Linked DNA regions of Zea mays: region 2 is linked to region 1. A link is a contact called in public Hi-C data. All regions are on one chromosome and are shown on one strand. Each heading gives the region's core, a stretch centred on a gene start, on an enhancer-like site or on the middle of the called end of the contact. The rest is flanking DNA. Distances are from core to core; before and after follow the strand shown. Region 1 holds the start of LOC100277419. Region 2 holds the start of LOC100283707.

Region 1 (3,125 bases), core at 546-3,045:
AATTTCTCTTTGTATTATATACTCTTCTTTTCTTTTCTTTTCTTCCCATTTCCTTTACTTCTCCACCTCATTATCACTATTATATTTTCATTCCTTTTATTACTATTGTATTAAATGCACAAGCAAAAACTCCAACGGATGCACTTTATTTTATTTTAGTATCATTTGTTTTAATTAATCACTCTTAATTATGCATGCTCTTTTTATGATGCAAATATGGTACATAAAATAACGAGATCCAATATAGTATCACTGTATACATTTTGGGTATTACACGAAGTGACCGCAGTCACTTCGCCCCTTTACTGATCGTTCTGACAGGAAAACAACGCTATTCACCCCGTTTCGACTACTGTGCCAACCACGAGGGTAAAACTGACAATAGTAAGTCACGACCTCCCCCGAGTTCAGCCTCGGGCGCAACAGTGAGCTCCGCCTCGCCCGACCTCAGGCCTTGGCCTCAGCCTCGGCCTCGGGAAAAGGTCTTCGCCTCGCCCGACCCCAGGCCTCGGCCTCGGGAGGAGTCACAACCTCGCCCGACCTCAGCCTTGGCCTCAGGAGAAGTCTCCGCCTCGCCCGACCTCGGCCTCGGACCGACTATGCTACAAGGATACATCATTACCCTACCGCTAGCTAGCCACCCCTCGCTACGAAGGGACAAGACCGGAGTCACATCAAATTACTCCGATAGTAGGTAATGATGGTTCCCCGCGTGCGACCATGGCGTCGATGGCTCTCAGCTCCTTACGGAAGCAATGAAACGTCAGCAGGACCCCGGGCCGCACCGTCAGCTACGCTTCTACGGGGCTCAAGCGCTCCTCCGACGGCCACGTTAGCACGGGTACAGGGCTCAAGGCACTTCTCCGCCAGCCACGTTAGCACATAGCTACACCCCCGTTGTACAACTGGGCCATCTCCTTGTATCTATAAAAGAAGATGTCCAGGGCCTTCCTAAGGCACGCAGACACAGGGACGCAGAGAGGGCAAAAAGGCAGGCGAGCAGAGGCAGGCATAGTAGGAGAGACGCGGTGGAGGCAAACTCAAACAGCTCACCCCAAGGCCATACTCTCTCTTTCTCTCTCGCTCTCGCTCTCGCTCTCGCTCTCTCGCAACGCTTGTAACCCCTACTACGAGCACCCCGGTGCAAGATAATATAAGCCTCATCCTTCCGCTTGTGTTCCATCTTGCATCAACCCATCTGGGCAGGGACACGCAGCGACAAATTCACTGGTCGGTTGACGGTCCTCGCGGGTCCGAAACGCCGACAGTGTTAAACACTTAAAATATGATTTTCAGTGTTATATATATTTTTATGTACATAGATCTTTGTATTTAGGGCGTGTTTGGCATGGTTTCAGAGTAAAACTCCAAGGAGGAGCTGGCCAGGGCATGTCAAACACCCGAACTCCAGAGTTGTAAACTCTATGGAGTTTTTGGAGCTACAATACAATTTTTTGGAGTGCCTCTTTTGCTGCTCCGAAAGCTCAAAAAAAGCAATCTGGTTATAGAGTTTAGAGTTATTTACCCGCCACCGCCACCGATTATGAGAAACAATCTAAACTCTGGAGCAGAGCTGTTCCACCCAGAGTTTTAGAGTAGAGCTACTCTGGAGTGAAGCAGAGTCATGCCAAAAATGCTCTTAGTTATGTAGCTTACGAGCCTAACGACCTAGCTCGAGCTTTCTAATGAGCCGTACCGAACCAAATGTTTAGCTCGTTTGTATAACGAGCCAAACCGACCGTTACATTAATAAGACATAACAAGCCGAACCATAACGAGTCGATCTGACTCGATATCTACCCTTGCCTACACGCGTGCGCGTGTGTGTGAATAGCGCTTCATGGAGTCGCGAGAAGACCCGTGTGGTCGTTGGATTCTGGAAAACCACTCGTTGCTTCTGGAACACCACCGCGAAAGCAAAGGAATAACGAGCCGAGGAAATGGCCACGCGGTCACTCACCTCCGCACTTCCGCTCTCCAGAACCCCGCGCGTCCCCTCGCATCGTCCCTCTCTCCGCCGACTCCAAACCCTAACCCGCGCGCTTACCTCCTCGTCCCCTCAGGCCATGGCGTCGTCCCCTACCCCCAAGAAGGCAAGTGCCGCCCTCGACCTTCAGCTCTCAGCTTCTTGCCCACTGCACTGCGTCCTAATTGGTGACGGGGAACGAACGGCTGATTGATTTGGTTGCTCCCGCAGGTGCTGGTCCCGATCGCGAATGGGACGGAGCCGATGGAGGCGGTCATCACCATCGACGTGCTCCGGCGCGCGGGGGCCGATGTCGCCGTCGCTTCCGTCGAGCCGGGGGCGACGTCCGTAGCTGCCTCATGGGGCATCAAGCTTACCGCCGACGCGCTCCTCGCCGACCTCGCGGACGATGAGTTCGATCTCATCTCTCTACCGGTGAGTCTTTTTTTTTTTGATTTCCCAAAATGGAACCGATTTGGAACCTGTTGTGCTGCACTGCTAACAGGACACTTTGTTTTTTTTTGAGTGTGGAATCATGGGATAAAAATGTTGAAATGTGGCTAGCTCACAAGACCGAACTTGAGGATAATATCATCAAAGTCATGAAACAGGTCTCCTAGGATGGAATTTGTGTTCAGGATGAGCTGCGTCTTCTGAATGTAAATGATGATATATAATCAGTTAAATATTATAATCTGATAAGCATGATAAACAGATAAATACTGTTGGATCCTTTTCTTTTGGTATGGTGTTCCCAGAACCCAAGATTCAAACTTGTTAATCTTTGACTAACGCTTAATTCAAGAATTTAAACGTTATACCATACTAATTTGATATCAATGGATTCATATTTGAGAAAGCTTTCAGATGACGTGAAATTCATAGTCATAAACATAAAACATTGTGATTAAGGCGAGGCATGGCGACCCACCCCTTCCAGATGCCTAGGCGAATAAGGCATTCGGTGAGATGACGCCATACACATACACCTTCACCTACAGTAGAGCTGGACAAAGGTTCATTGATACACACCTTTTTGCTGCCAATTTTAGAGTCTATGCACAAGTAGCTACCACCCACTAGGCAGAGCAGTTTATACCTTATCCAATTAGCCAAGCACAAGCAGCATACCACATCACAGGAGTATATCCATATTCAA
Region 2 (3,083 bases), core at 122-2,621, 130 kb before region 1:
CTCTCTTGAGCTCATCAATGAATAACAACGATTGGTTGAGCGCATTGACATCGTTGTTCCACCCTACTATAAAAAAGCATGCAAAATTCATAAGTCATACGAGGCATCCGTCTCGAGCATTATGGGCAGGGATCCAGTGTCCCCCAAAGTAAACTTCTCTTTCCATTCAACGAGACAATTTTTCTACTTAATGCATGTAATATGTACTACCTATGTACCCAAAAATCCATCTCTTCCCTTTAGCTAAAAGATACTTAAGATCGCCAACAGTGGGACAACGATTATACATACTTGTCACCAAAACATGAAACAACACCATTATAGAATTGCTCAAGACTCTCTAAGATCATATGTTTCCTTATTTTAATATATTTATTGATGGAGTTAGCAACATTATTGTAGGCGAGCATGTAGAGGGAAGCGATGTATTTTTGGCGAGGGAAGAAACCACTGTGTTTGAGTTCATGACTCTACGAGTGAATTAGGGGGAATGGTCACCTAATCTGTCAAAGATTTATAGAAAGAGTCTGCATGTGGTGCATTCGACGAAAGTAGAGTGAATGATAGATCCACAAGTTATTGAAGTAATCTCACATCAGCTGATTGTGGGTGGCTTTATGATCCTGGTCGATGTAGCTCCACTGCTCTTCACCTCCCTATCGTTGAATACTCGGAGGCAAGCTTCACACCGCTGTATCTATCATAGTTTGATGCAATATATAGAATATCTAGTCTTCATCTATTTGAATGCTAGAGGCCGCGGATGACATGGAAGAATTTTTTTTGGAGTGAAAGGGTAGTGAGAGGAATGAAACAAAGGAGCAAAATAGAGAGTGAAAAGCGTGATTGAATCCAAACATCCCTCTATTTGTAGACCTAATTTTAATATTTTTTGAATTGTTTTTGTAATCCCACTAGCTAATAGATGGATGAACTGTACTCCTATGGAGAATACTCCCGCTTCTCTGTGACAACTGCCCACCTCTGGGAGTAAACAACTGTAAATGAAGCGATATCCGATCTCACGCTATCTCGTAACGGGCTGAACTGAAAATCACAATCCAATACATTTCCATGAACCTAAACGCGTCGTTAGATCTACTCTATTAATTTTACCAGCTAATAACTACGGTAGTCTTTAATTTTAGTCGGCTACTATAGCTGCATCCAATGCTAACCGTAGGGGCAATCGTCGGCCCAAACCAAAACATTTGCCCAGTGGCTGCCACACCCACACCTCATCCTGAGCTGCTGCAGCACCTGCAAAGCTCTGCAAGCATCCAGCACAGGCCACACTGGCCACCTCTCTCTCACTCTCTTCACTCCCACAGCCGCAGTTTATATAAAGCAAAAGCGGAGGAGAGCAACGCGCCACACAAGCAAAGAACTTGGCCCCGCCTCCCGTCTCTTACCGCACATGCGCGTCGGGCCGCGTCGACATAGCTGCTTGCCGCCGACACCCGCAGCCGCAATGGCCGTCGCCCACGCGCCGCCGCGCCGGGGCGTGCTCCCCCTCCTGCTCGTCGCCGCGCTCGTGGCGGCGTTGCCGGCCACCTGCGCCGCGGCCAGGAGCAAGAAGTCGTACACGGCCATCTTCAGCTTCGGGGACTCGCTCTCCGACGCCGGCAACCTCATCGTCAACGGCACGCCCAAGGCGCTCACCACCGCGCGCCCTCCCTACGGGATGACCTTCTTCCGCAAGCCCACCGGCCGCTGCTCCAACGGCCGCCTCGTCGTCGACTTCCTGGGTACTGCACTGTACCCTAGTAGTAGTTCGTTCCAACACCGGCAGCTGTTTTTATTTCGCTTCCGTGACTAATTTTTCCCAACTGCTTGTACTTATTTTTGTGGTCTCTGGGATATCTAATTCAAACGTCTCCGTCGCTAAAACTTTTTGATTTGAGTGTCAAGAGGAGCCTGCTATGACTTGGGTGGTCAAGATGAAATTGACCTGTTCTTTTCTTTTTATTAAACAAAAAGTTTGGTAGAGCAAACCTAAAATTTGTTTGTTAAATTTTAGAAAAAGGGAAAAACAAAGATGAGGTGACTAGTGACTACTAAATTTGTTTGTAAGAGTCCCATTTCTTTGCTCTCAGCTCTTCATTTCTCTGTGGTGCTACCCTTTTAATCAGGCGAGGGCGAGGGCGAGGTCAAAAGGGGTTGATTTTTTCCGACCTTCCTTTATAAAAAGATGGAAACGAGTGGTAGAAAACTGGTGGTAAAAAGGGTTGCTGCTTTGCCGCGCTGTGAATCGTTGCCGTCTCCGCTCTGCTGCTAGAGTTTTAGCAGAGTACTGATGCGAATTAAAGTCTCTTCTTTCCCTTTTGTGATGGGAACCTTTGGCCAATTATGCAGCCGAGCATTTCGGGCTGCCACTGCCGCCACCGTCGCAGGCCAAGGGCAAGGACTTCAAGAAGGGCGCCAACTTCGCCATCACCGGCGCGACGGCCCTGGAGTACTCCTTCTTCAAGGCGCACGGCATCGACCAGCGCATCTGGAACACCGGCTCCATCAACACCCAGATCGGCTGGCTCCAGGACATGAAGCCGTCCCTCTGTAAATCGGAGCAAGGTCCGGCCCCAATCTCACCCGCACTGAATGTTCTCGAAAATTTTGCAGTGGATCACCGAATGTTGGTTGCAGACTGCAAGGATTACTTCAGCAAATCCCTGTTCGTCGTCGGGGAGTTCGGGGGCAACGACTACAACGCGCCGCTCTTCTCCGGCGTCCCATTTTCTGATGTCAAGACTTACGTGCCCCTTGTTGCAAAGGCTATCGCCAATGGCGTTGAGGTAGCATTTCTCAACTATGAGTCTCAAATTCACTAGTAGATGATTGACCCTTACATTTCATCATACACCATTCTGCATATACATTGATGATGCAGCAGTAGAGTTTCAGAAAGTGGTCAACTGTTTTCGAATGGGGGGAAAATGTTTGATGGCGTGGCCCTGAACTTCCGCATGCTAAATTGAGCTTCTGCACAGTCCATCAGATTGTTGTTTAGTGCAGCCCCATGTGATGCAAGCATGAGGGGGCTCCAGGTAGAACATGATTGCACAATGAAAGAGAGAATGGGCATG

The links. A called contact is a pair of places that touch in the nucleus more often than the background predicts.
Region 2: a contact with region 1 is called in a Hi-C map of tassel, with 3 times the contacts expected there. The contact joins the promoter of LOC100283707 here to the promoter of LOC100277419 in region 1. A contact is called at or near these places in 7 of 25 Hi-C or Micro-C datasets (bundle sheath, ear, leaf and 1 more).

The regions. Positions count from the first base shown.
Region 1 is chr9:67,940,107-67,943,231 of Zm-B73-REFERENCE-NAM-5.0, reverse strand. It overlaps LOC100277419, which reads left to right and starts at 1,795. Exons shown (of 8, transcript NM_001150984.2): 1 at 1,795-2,093; 2 at 2,198-2,401. The coding sequence starts at 1,941.
Region 2 is chr9:68,068,764-68,071,846 of Zm-B73-REFERENCE-NAM-5.0, reverse strand. It overlaps LOC100283707, which reads left to right and starts at 1,371. Exons shown (of 5, transcript NM_001156606.2): 1 at 1,371-1,748; 2 at 2,356-2,571; 3 at 2,644-2,792. The coding sequence starts at 1,418.